Linked DNA regions of Mus musculus: region 2 is linked to region 1. The links are chromatin contacts, called in public HiChIP or PLAC-seq maps. All regions are on one chromosome and are shown on one strand. The core of a region is the stretch at or near the end of the contact, and the rest is flanking DNA. Distances in the headings are between cores, read along the strand shown.

What was found. HiChIP or PLAC-seq counts read pairs in DNA pulled down with a chosen protein or histone mark.
Region 2: an H3K27ac HiChIP or PLAC-seq map of trophoblast stem cells shows a contact between it and region 1, with 5 times the contacts expected there. The contact joins two enhancer-like sites. A contact is called at or near these places in 1 of 15 datasets of contacts at CTCF or cohesin (large pre-B cells), 13 of 484 Hi-C or Micro-C datasets (the C2C12 cell line, CD4 T cells, CD8 T cells and 9 more), 16 of 115 datasets of contacts at active chromatin or transcription factors (the NIH/3T3 cell line, bone marrow-derived macrophages, craniofacial prominence and 12 more) and 1 of 9 other capture datasets (embryonic stem cells).

Annotation. Positions count from the first base shown.
Region 1 is chr5:118,329,292-118,334,722 of GRCm38.p6, forward strand. No RefSeq gene overlaps it. Among named protein-coding and RNA genes, the nearest start is that of Gm46942, 28 kb to the right of the region's middle. Within about 2 kb of position 2,705, at least 134 of the 459 cell types and tissues checked have an H3K27ac peak or open chromatin away from gene starts, as enhancers often do. A contact at or near this core is called in embryonic stem cells, neutrophils and trophoblast stem cells, where this site is marked.
Region 2 is chr5:118,480,244-118,485,674 of GRCm38.p6, forward strand. No RefSeq gene overlaps it. Among named protein-coding and RNA genes, the nearest start is that of Gm46921, 9.7 kb to the right of the region's middle. Within about 2 kb of position 3,473, at least 90 of the 459 cell types and tissues checked have an H3K27ac peak or open chromatin away from gene starts, as enhancers often do. A contact at or near this core is called in embryonic stem cells, neutrophils and trophoblast stem cells, where this site is marked.

The DNA of each region.
Region 1 (5,431 bases), core at 1,455-3,954:
GCAGCTCAGAGAGACAGTGCGGTGATTGATTAGTAATGTCTGCTGTGGCCCCATAGCAGAGAAAGGGGCAGCCCTGGTTCCTTGTATTTTTCTGACCCTGGCTAGGCAAGGGAAACATCTGCCTCTGCTCTGACATTCTGCAATTCTAAGGTGGGGCTTCTGCAAAGTCGGTCTTCAAAGTTCCGCAGTCAGCATTATTTACAGAATATTTAAACAGAGCAGGATCCTGCAGGCTTGTGTGGTTGGGGTGGGGTGGGCGAGCTGAGAGCCAGGAAGACAGAGACTCTTCTGTACAGGGTAAGATGGAGAGATGCTGAGAGCGAATAGTTGTGCCTCTAACCTGCACCCTCCCCAAAAATTCTCTCATCTTGGATGGGGCTAGAATTTTTATCTTTAGAATAACTCCATCCGATTAAAACACTGTATTCAGCTGCACAAATATTACCACAAAGAGGCTAGCATGCGACCCAGCCCTGGTTTGGTAATCTGTTATCCTGTCTATCAGAGAACAAGACCCAAGTGGCACGGAATGAGGTGAAAGACGGATTATTTTTAAGAGCAGATAAAGGGGGAGGGGGAGATAGAAGAGAGGACACTAGCCAGAATACCTGTGTGGCATAATTCTAAAAGGGTGACATTCTCAACGGTTATCCTACTCCAGGACCTTGGGAGTTGAAACCTGAAGATCCCATGATCCAAGAAAGCATGTGATCTAGGACCAACAGATGTACTGGGTCACCCTAAATTGCCCTGTGGCCCTCGTTAAGCTCTACCCCTCGAGCTGCTGTCTGGATTCTTTTTCTGGGTAGGCTCCTCCTTTGATTACCAGTCCTCTGTGGCTCCCCAGGACTCCCAGGACCAAGACAAACTCCTCCCCACAGTTTCTGAGTTGGGCCTAGAGCAGTGTCCTGATACCATTTGGCCCTCTTCTCTCCTGTAATGACCCCTTCCTCAATAACTTGACCTCCTCTTTGCACTCTCTTATGTCCCCCGCATTAGCTCGGGGACCTATGTCATGGATGCGCTCGGAACTTTCACTGGGAGCAAAGAGTTTAACTGCTTCAGCCTTTGCGTTGTCAGATGTCCCTGGTACTGATGCTGGTGTGGGCTATGATTCCTAGTTTGTGTCAAGAGGAATCCAGCTTGTCTCAGGTAGTCCTCAGTTCCTCTGGAGCATGACAGCAAAGCAATCAGGAACATGGAGATACCCTAAATGAAGAAAAATATTTCCTCCCTTCCTCTCTCCTGCCCTTCCATCTTCCTTTCTTTTATTCTTTAAAAAAAAAAATCCCTAAACAGTTTCATATAAATCACTGGATAGATTCCTGTTACGTTTCTAAGAAGCAGGTCGAATGGACAGACGCTGTGCCCATCGGACAGATAGATAAACCGAGGTGCCAGTCAGAGCTCCTCCACAAGGAGTAAAACAAAGTATCTGGGTGAGGCAGAGAAGGCCCAGTTGGTGACTGAATTCTCACTAACCCACTCCTGGATGTGAACTTGCTCCTTCACTGGCCCCTCCTCAAACCATTTGCTAATTGCTCTTTCCCCTTCAGGAAGAATGACAAGCACAGATTGTCTCTAAGCCCCGCGGTTCAACCTCTTGAGATCTAGTGACTATTACTGCCTCTTTACACACCGTGGGAAACTGAGGCTTGGGGGGGGGGGAAGACAATTTGCCCGAGGTTTGGGGAGCGGGAGGGGCGGGGGGGGGGGGGAGCTGATGTCAGGCTGCAGGCCCAGAACTCTTGTGGCTTCTATTCTTTGTATCTTCCTTCTTTGAGACCAGACTGACATCAAGCTATGTAAAGTTGAACTTCTGATCCTCCTGCCTCTACCTCCCAGTGCTAGGAAGATAGGTATGTTTCCGCTATGCCCTGTTTATATGACATTCGGGAATCGAACCCAGGACTTCATGCATGTTGGGTAAGTGCTCTATCAGCTGACGTACATCTCCAGACACTTGGGGCTCCTGTTCATTCTGTGGCGATAAATATATCACTTCCACGAGGTCTAGACTGGGCAAGTGGACATGCAGAAAGAGCGTGTACTGCCCGCCAGGCCCACGCGCGACCTTCCATCCCACCTGCCTTAGGGGCTACTGTGGAATCCGAAAGAAATGGAGGCCGCGGAGTCACGTGGTTAGCTGATGCTGGTGTGGCTGCCTGCGGGGAAACCAAGCCCGGGCTTTGCCTGGTGATACCATCTGGTTTGTCTTTTCTGCACGTGGGAGCCCTGCTGTCCCTGAGGATGAATAATGGGGACAGGGAGTCTCAGGTCACCTAGCCACAGAGCACTTCTCCAGCGACTTGGCTCATGATCTTAACCACAAATCCGGGGGCCAGGATGAGGGGGACTATCGTCCCATCCATCTGAGAGGTGGGGAGAGGGACCCAGGGCCCCGGAATCCCACTGGAGACGCTACTGTCATCACAGGATGGGCAGCAGGTGGCGCCACGGCCCTGGTTTAACAAGGACAGTGGGCTGGAGGAAAAGGGGAGGGGGGGGGAATCCAGTATGAGAAGCTAGTGGAAAACAAGGACTTAAATGAACAATTTGTTCCAAAACATTTGCCTTGTAACGGGGTCATCTATAAACTCTGGGGTTTCCTGTTTGCAGTGGAGCAGGCTGGCCGGCGGGTGGTCTCCGTATTCCCTGCAGCCAGGGAGACTCTTTTGAAGGCTGGCTCAAGAGCTCAGGTCCTCTTCTCCACCCTCTGGGCCAGACTGGCTCTGAAATTTCCCAGCTTTTGTGCCCTTAAGTGAGATCCGGTGGCGGAAGCCGCCGGCGGCAGCAGCAGCAGCAGCGGCGGCGGTGGCGGCAGCGATCCGTCCTGCGATCCACTTTCCAGAACGTTAGGTTCCAAACACTGGGAGGAGGGCGGGCTGAACTCCGAAGTCATTTCCAGAGGAGAGGCGGACTCTGATCTCTGCCTACCCTCTGCCGTCGGCCTTGTGCCAAGGCAATAAAACGAGGGAAAACAATAAAATAAAAGAGGTGAAGGTGGCCGTCTGAGGGAGCTGCTGCGGTCACTGTGGCTGCGGAGGGAGATGCTTGGTCTCAAGCCCAGGCCTGGTTATTTGGGGCACAGAGGTGACATGACTTTCCGCTATTGGAATCACTTCATCATAGGCTCCGGGGCAGCCAGACAGGGTGGGGGCTAGGGGTGGGGGCTGTAAATCAAGTTGTCGTTGAGCCATGTGACCTGCGATGGGCATTTAATGTCTGTGAATGTCAGTTTCCTGTGTAGATAACTGGTGAACGGTAAACCCTGCCACGCCAGGAGTGATGCTCACAGATTACTTATAGCAGGGTCTTGGGTACCTCCGGAGGAGGTAAGCAAGTCTATCTTCTGTTGTTGAGAGCCAACAGGTTGTCCACATAGGCCACCACAGGGCTGGAAGCATTGAAGGGAAGGTAACTTACACAAAAACACCTTTGCTCATCTAATACAGGCATATATGACAGTGTCCTGCAAGATGACAGAGTAGAAAGTCCCTGTTACCTAGAGACAGTGGCTTAGTGTCTGTTGTACACACTGGTGAAGAAGCCCAGAGCTTCTGCTAGACAGCGAAGTGCTTAGTGCCCATTTGACCTTGACAAAGTGCCAATTTATGCATTCATGCATTTAAATTATTATTTTGAAGGGTTTTGTTGTTTTTCGTTTTTGTTTTTTGTTTCCTTTTGAGAAAACTATGTAGCCCTGTCTGGTCTGGCACTCAGAGATCCTCCTGCCTCCGCCTCTAAACTGCAGTGCTGAGATTAAAGGTGTGCGACACCACGGTTAGTTTTTGTTTGTCTGTTTGCTTGCCTGCTTGGTTCCTCTTTGGGAACAGATGTATACCACCCATCCCGGTGCCAACAACAAATCCCGGGCTCCTTCCATGCTAGGCACCTGAGCTGCAGTGCTCTGCCTCTATAAGCAAACATGGACTGTAGGGTTACCATGCCTTATGCCAGCAGTGGCTGGATATACATGCAGGGTAGCTTGGCTGGGCCTAGTGGCAGACACTTGTAATCCTAGCACATGGGAAGCTGAGGAAGAGGATGGTGAGTTCAAGGCCAGCTTGGTCTACATAATAAGATACTAGCTTAAAAAAAAGTCATGGCAGTGTGTGTGTGTGTGTGTGTGTGTGTGTGTGTGTGTGTGTGATATCTCAGAGATTAAGAGCACTCTCTAGTCTTCCAGAGGACCCGAATTCAGATCCCACACCCACATGACACCTTACAACAATATACGGCTTCAATTTTAGGGAACTGTCACCCTCTTCTGCCCTCTGTGGGCACTGCACACATGTGCACACACCATACATGCAGGCAAACACGAAAATAAGTCTAAAGTAAAGGCCAGCTTGGTGACTCAGAGCACCAAGATTTGTGGAAACACACCTTTACCTCATGTGGATATGTGTCTGTTGCCCACCAGCCTTACAAATATAGAGAATCATGTTTTCTCACCAGGAGAGCCAAGCCAGAAGTTTAGTTGGCACCACATAAAGAAGGAAGCAGCTATAAATTGGGCTCCTAGCTGGGATAGAGGTTGTAGGGACTGTAGGGGCCACAACTCAGCTGCATGACCTCAGTTTCCAGGCCTCAGTTTCCTCATTTGCCCAAGAGCAGTATGTGGTGGACACAAGGAACTACTGATTCAAAGGTCTGTGTCTTAGGGAGTGTTTTACTGTTGTGAACAGACACCATGACCAAGGCAAGTCTTATAAGGACAACATTTAATTGGGGCTGGCTTACAGGTTCAGAGGTTCAGTCCATTATCATCAAGGCAGGGGCATGGTAGCATCCACGCAGGCATGGTGCAGGAGGAGCTAAGAGTTCTACATCTTTGTCTGAAGGTTGCTAGGAGAAGACTGGCTTCTAGGCAGGAAGGATGAGGATCTTAAAGCCCATGCCCTCTATGACACACCTACTCCAACAAGGCCAAACCCACTCCAACAAGGCCACGCCTCCTCCAACAGGGCACACCCACTTCACAAGGCCACACCCATTCTAACAGGGTCATACCTTCTAATAGTGCTGCTTCCTGGCCCAAGCATATTCAAACCATGAGAGTCTGGAAGGTCAGACACATGAAAAGGGAGGTGTCTGGGAGTGACAGAGGCTCTGGCTCAGCTCCAGCTTCTTGGAAGATGTTGATAGATTTGTGGAAAGCCAGGATCTGCGGAGATGGCTCAGTCAGTTACAAACACTAGGACTTGAGTTCAAGCCCCAAGAGCCCATGTTTAAAAAAAAAAAAAAGCCTGCGGTGGTGGGGCACACTCATAAGTCTAGCGCTAGCGGAGAGGAGACAGCTGGATCTCAGGGACACGCTGAAGTAGTTTAACCTAACCTACTTGGTACAAGCCAGGGAGCGACAGTCTTGCAAAAAGTGGATGTCACTTAAGGGGGTAACACCTGAAATTGTTCTTTGGCCTCCTTA
Region 2 (5,431 bases), core at 2,223-4,722, 150 kb after region 1:
GTGCAAACCGGTTCTGTGCTTCTGTGCTTGGGGGACGACAAGGACATTCTGTACCCAATGTGGCCACGTGCTTTTAGCTCTGAGGCTCAGGCCCCAGCCAGGACTTACACTCCACCCTCCCTGCCTTCCTCTCTCAGACCTGACTTTTGTACTCAAACGAGGACTCATGTGGGATTCCCAGACCTGATCCTGGGTCCACTGAGCCTCTTGCCTGCAAAGAGAATGACAGGATTTCCAAGTGTTGCTAATGATGTGAGCCACTCACTCATAAATAATCTCTCTCAGGCTGGAGAGATGGCTCAACAGTTAAGGCCACTGGCTGCTCTTCCGGAGGACCCAGGTTCAATTCCCAGCATCCACATGACAGCTCACAATTGTCTGTAAGTCCAGCTCTTGGGGTTCTGACACCCTAACACAGACATCCAGGCAGGCAAAACACCAATGCACATAAAAATAAATAAGCCATTAAAAATACCCCCAAAACCTCTCTCTTAAAAAAAAACTTAATTATGTCTTGCCATATTTGTAAGTGCCTGCATATATGTCTGTGACCTGTGTCTGCTGCATGAAGAGCTCAGAAGAGGAGGTTGGATGCCCTGGCACGGGAGGACAGTTGTGAGCGGCTGTGTGGGTGCAGGTAACTGAACCAAGGTCTGGAAGAGCAGTGGGCGCTCCCTGATGTGTTTATAAAAAGGGAAAGAGAAAGAGGAATATGTTCTATGGGTGTATAGTCAGGTATGGGGGAAGGGGATGTCTCAACAGGCCCATACCAAGGCATCCCTTCCCCCTAGGGGACCAACCACAGGATGGTATAATATAAAATAGTTTATTCAGGGCATGGGGAAGGGAGCTAAGAGGGTAGTAGAGGCAGAGAAAGGCAGAGAGAGGGAGAGAGTAGATAAGTAGAGGCTATCTATGAGCACGTGGAGAGACAGGGGGAAGGGAATGGAGAAAGAAGAGGGGTGGAAGGGAAGAGCAAAGGAGCAACAAAGGAACAAGAGATCAAGAGAGAGAGGAGGGGGTGTGCCGGGCAGTGGTGGTGCACACCTTTAATCCCAGCACTTGGGAGGCAGAGGCAGGCGGATTTCTGAGTTCGAGGCCAGCCTGGTCTACAGAGTGAGTTCCAGGACAGCCAGGACTACACAGAGAAACCCAGAGGAGGGGGTGAGCGGAACCCTTTTTTCGTGGGCGGGCCTACCTGGCTGCTGCCAGGAAACTGTGGGGTGGAGCATACTTGGCTGTTGCCAGGTAACTGTGGGGGTGGAGCTTAGACAGATTGCTAACACTCCCAACCACTGGGAATCACTCCCGTGTCCTCCATTGGCCTCTTAATACTTAATGCGGATCTCAGCTGTTCTCCTTCTCTGTCTGCTTTCACTCTCAGTAAAATGATACAGATAAAAAAGTCCAAGCAGGGTAGGGGTATTCTAATATGTGGGAGGCAGAGGCAGGAGGATATCTGTGAGTTCAAGACCAGTCTGGTCTACAAGAGTGAGTTCCGGGACAGCCAGAGCCACACAGAGAAACACTGTCTTAAATAAAAAAAGTAAAAAAAAAAAAAAAAAAAAAAAAAAAAAAGCCATAGTCAAATGTAGTGGTACACTCCTGTTATCCTAGCACTCAGAGGTGGATGCAGGGGGATGGTGAGTTCTGAGATGCCTGGGCTATATATAGAGATCTCATTTCAAAATTATGCAATTAATTTAAAGTATAGATGTACTTTGATTTAAATATAGCTTTTGTTTACATGTTGTAATTGTTCTATTTCTTTTTACTTTATTATTTTTTTAAAGTTACATTTTGTTTATCTTGTGTGCGTCTGTGTGTAAGTGGGTATGAATGTTCCCTGGTACATGTGTGGATGTCAGAGGTCGATTTACAGGGGTCCGTTCTGTCCTTCCACTATGGGAATCCCAGGGATTGAACTCAGGTCCTCAGACTTGTGGCATGCCCCTTGAGCCATCCCTCTGACCCTAATTGTTCTAATACATTACTACATATTGGTGACTTTTTACTGTGCCCAATTTATAAATCAAACTTTCTCCCAAGTCTGTTAGAGTAACAAAATATAGGTCTGTGTGTGGTTTCAGGCATCCACTGGGGGGCTTGGAGTGTGTCCTCTGCAGACAAAGGGTGTGTGTGACAGGGAGTTACTGTATTTATTGGTTCCTCCTTGGAACAGTCTAGATCAGTGGTTTTCATCCCCTGTAATGCTGTAACCCTTTAATACAGTTCCTCATGTTGTGGTGACCCCCCAACCATAAAATTATTTTTTTTGCTGCTTCATAACTGTAATTTTGATAGTCATGAATCGTAATGCAAATATCTGTGCATTCCCATAGTTTTAGGTGACCCCTTTAAAAAGGTCTTCAACCATCTCCCAAAGGAGTTAAAACGCAAAGGTTGAGAACGCTGCTCTGAATCAACCTGTAACTGGGCACCTAGCTGCACCTCCATTACGCCAGATCAGCTCCCCCTCTCTGACACACCCCTGTGGAGGAACCAAAGTGAGGATGTTAGACCACGGGGGCGGAGCGGGCAACCTCTAAACGTCTTGAAGCATTCTCAGGGTCATGTGACTTTCCTTAATGCATGCACCTGTCTCATGCCCCATCATCACCTTTCTTTTACTACATTTGGGGTCTGATGGCCCTTCCACTCTCCCCCACACCCCAACATCTGCTTCTCACATAGACTTTTTTGGCCACTTCAAATCCTGGCCCAACAAAAGATTTAGACAAATAAGCTTGAGCCTGGGACAGCAGAGATGGCAGTAACTTTGTAGCTTCTTGTAGCCAGGGTCTCCCCTGAGACCCTGTGTGCTTGCGTCTGAGAAGAGGAGAGTAAACACCTTCCCGCTGTGCATAGCTGATGGATTGGCCCTTCCCCACAGGAAGTGGGGGAAGCATCTTCCTGAGGACCTTCAGCCTCATTTGCATAAAGAAATTATGTCCTATTACCAGATGTGCTGCCCCCCTCCCTGCTTCCTGACAGGACTTCCGTTGCTGTCACACCTTTTCCTGAGTAATCAAGTAATTTCTTTCCAAATACATTCCATCCTTGGAAACACTCGCCCCCCCCCCCCAATGGATTCCTCACACCACTCAAACGAGCAACTTGTCTCCCCGGGGGACCCACGGAGTGGTCATCAGCTAAGAACAGGTGTGGGGGAGAAAAGGAACAAACCTAGTATTAAAATAAAAAGTTCTATTACTTTTTTTTCTTACTATGTAGTTCAGGACTCTGTCCCGCCAACTCTCCTTTCTCAGCCCACCCCCCTTACAGGCATGTGCCACCATGCTGGGTGGGCAAACCTAACTTTTTGAAAGCTCATTTTTGCTTGGGCTCTTGCGTCACACCCTGTGTTCTCCAGGCTTTCTCGGCCCTCCGGTGTCTCCTTGTCTCCAAGTCTCACCTAATCTCCTTGGGACAACAATTTCCTGCTGGGGTTTTCAAAGAGTCAGAGAGGCCTTGCCACGCCCCTCGGTGTGTTATCTGGGGGCCAGAATGTGCAGCCGCAGAGGCTTGGACCGCCCCACCCCCACCCCCTTTCAGGGAGAAGCACATTTTCTCTTCCCTTTCACACAGTGGGACTCCATGAAGACACCATCTGGGGTGGCTGCAGAGGATGCTATTGGGCAAGGGGGGCGGGGTGCTGGCTGCCTCTGCAGAGGTGGGTGATCAGCATGGCTACTGTGGCCTTGTGACTGGGAAAGGCACTGGGGTCCTCTTGGCTAGCAATATTTCATCCCTTCCTGAAGGAGGAAAGAGATCTGGTTCCAAGGGCGGAATCTTGGGAACAGTATCAGGTCCCCACAGGTGCCCATTTGGCATGTGATATCTTGTCTGTCTTCCTCTTTCTGTCCTGGCTTTTCCTTCTTCTAAGGTAACATGGGGGGCTCGAGGCACACGGAGCTCAGTGGACAAAGTGTTTGTCTAGCATGTACAAGGCCCTGGGTTCCATCTTTAGTATTGCATAAACTGGGAGTGGATTCATAGACTTAAGATCCCAGCACACTGGGGATAAGACAGAAGGATCATAAATTCAAAGTTATTTCCAGCTAGAAGCTTGCCTGGGCTAAATGAGTCCCCATCTCAAAAAATAAACTTACCCCTGTAATTTCACAGAGCCCTTGATCTTTAGTCCTATTTTGACATACCACTTGGAAGTTATAAGCCCATGTCCATCTCTCCCAGGGGTTTCTGGGTAATGTCTGAATCTGTCTGGGCCACCGTGAAGTCCCCGGTATGTAGCACAGCTTAGACCCATGATTGATTTCTGATGAGTGTCTGAGGAATGACAGTTGCTGGGAAAGACCAGGCAAGACTGGTCAGGCCCGTGAAGATCTACAGGGACTGGCCTTTAGTCCTGGAGAGCTGAAGCACAAGACAAAGCCAGCCCTGGGGTGCTATGACCCCACAGACCAGGACTGGGTTCAGTATAGGGCCAAAGTAGCCAAGATTAGGAAGTCTAGCTCAGTCATGTGGCTTTGGGTTGACAAGCCAGGTGGGACCCTTGTCCTTGAAGGAATTCTGGGCTCACAGCTAGTAGGGAAAGCCCCTCCTCCAGCTGCAGGTTAACACAGGGAGCACAGCCAAGACATCTGGCTGCTCTTATGGATAGAAGTCATGTGTGCTGGGGTCAAGGTGAATGGCAGGGATGAAGGCTGCAGAAGAAGCCATGGTATCTGTCTGTCATTTATACTGGCCTTGAGGCTGGAGTGGGATGAGCTTAAAGACATATGGTCAGGCCAGACGCCATCAGGATCTAAACCATAGACATCCCCTTCCACCCCTACCCAACCATCATTCATTAATTCATTCATTTATTCAAGATTTTTGTTCCATCAGTGCAGGGAAGAGTGCAACTCATGGTTGGGTTTTTGAATGTAACCATTTAGCCATTCTGTAGGTGACAGGAATCTGAGTCAAGCCTGAGGCTGAAAAATTGAGTTTCATCGGACCCATTAGCACATGCCAGCAAACGAAGAGGCAGAATACTAGGCATCAAACCTTCTCCCCGTCAACACACCCCCCCATGCTTCATACTTCAAATACTGACAGCTCACCTTCCCTATATGGGCAGCTACGGGTTGGCAATGTACTCATGATCCACCTGGCGATAGTAACCATCCCCCACCCCCTACCCCTGCCAGCCTGTCTCCCTCCCTCCATCTGTGCCAAGCCAATTTCTGTGTTAGTCAAAGAACAGAATTAGGAAGGTAAATTTGCAGAATTCAAATTTGCAGGGTCCCTTTCCAAGTCAAACAGAAAAATTATGGATTAGCCCGGAGCTCAGACTGGCATTCACTGTAGGACAGGCTCATTCGTACGCTCAATTGCTCACTCAGCAACTGTTCTGAGATGCAGCTGGTGGGTAGAAAGCAATGCCAGCTGCCCAGTCCATCTCCTTCCTTCTCTGGAGGAGTAA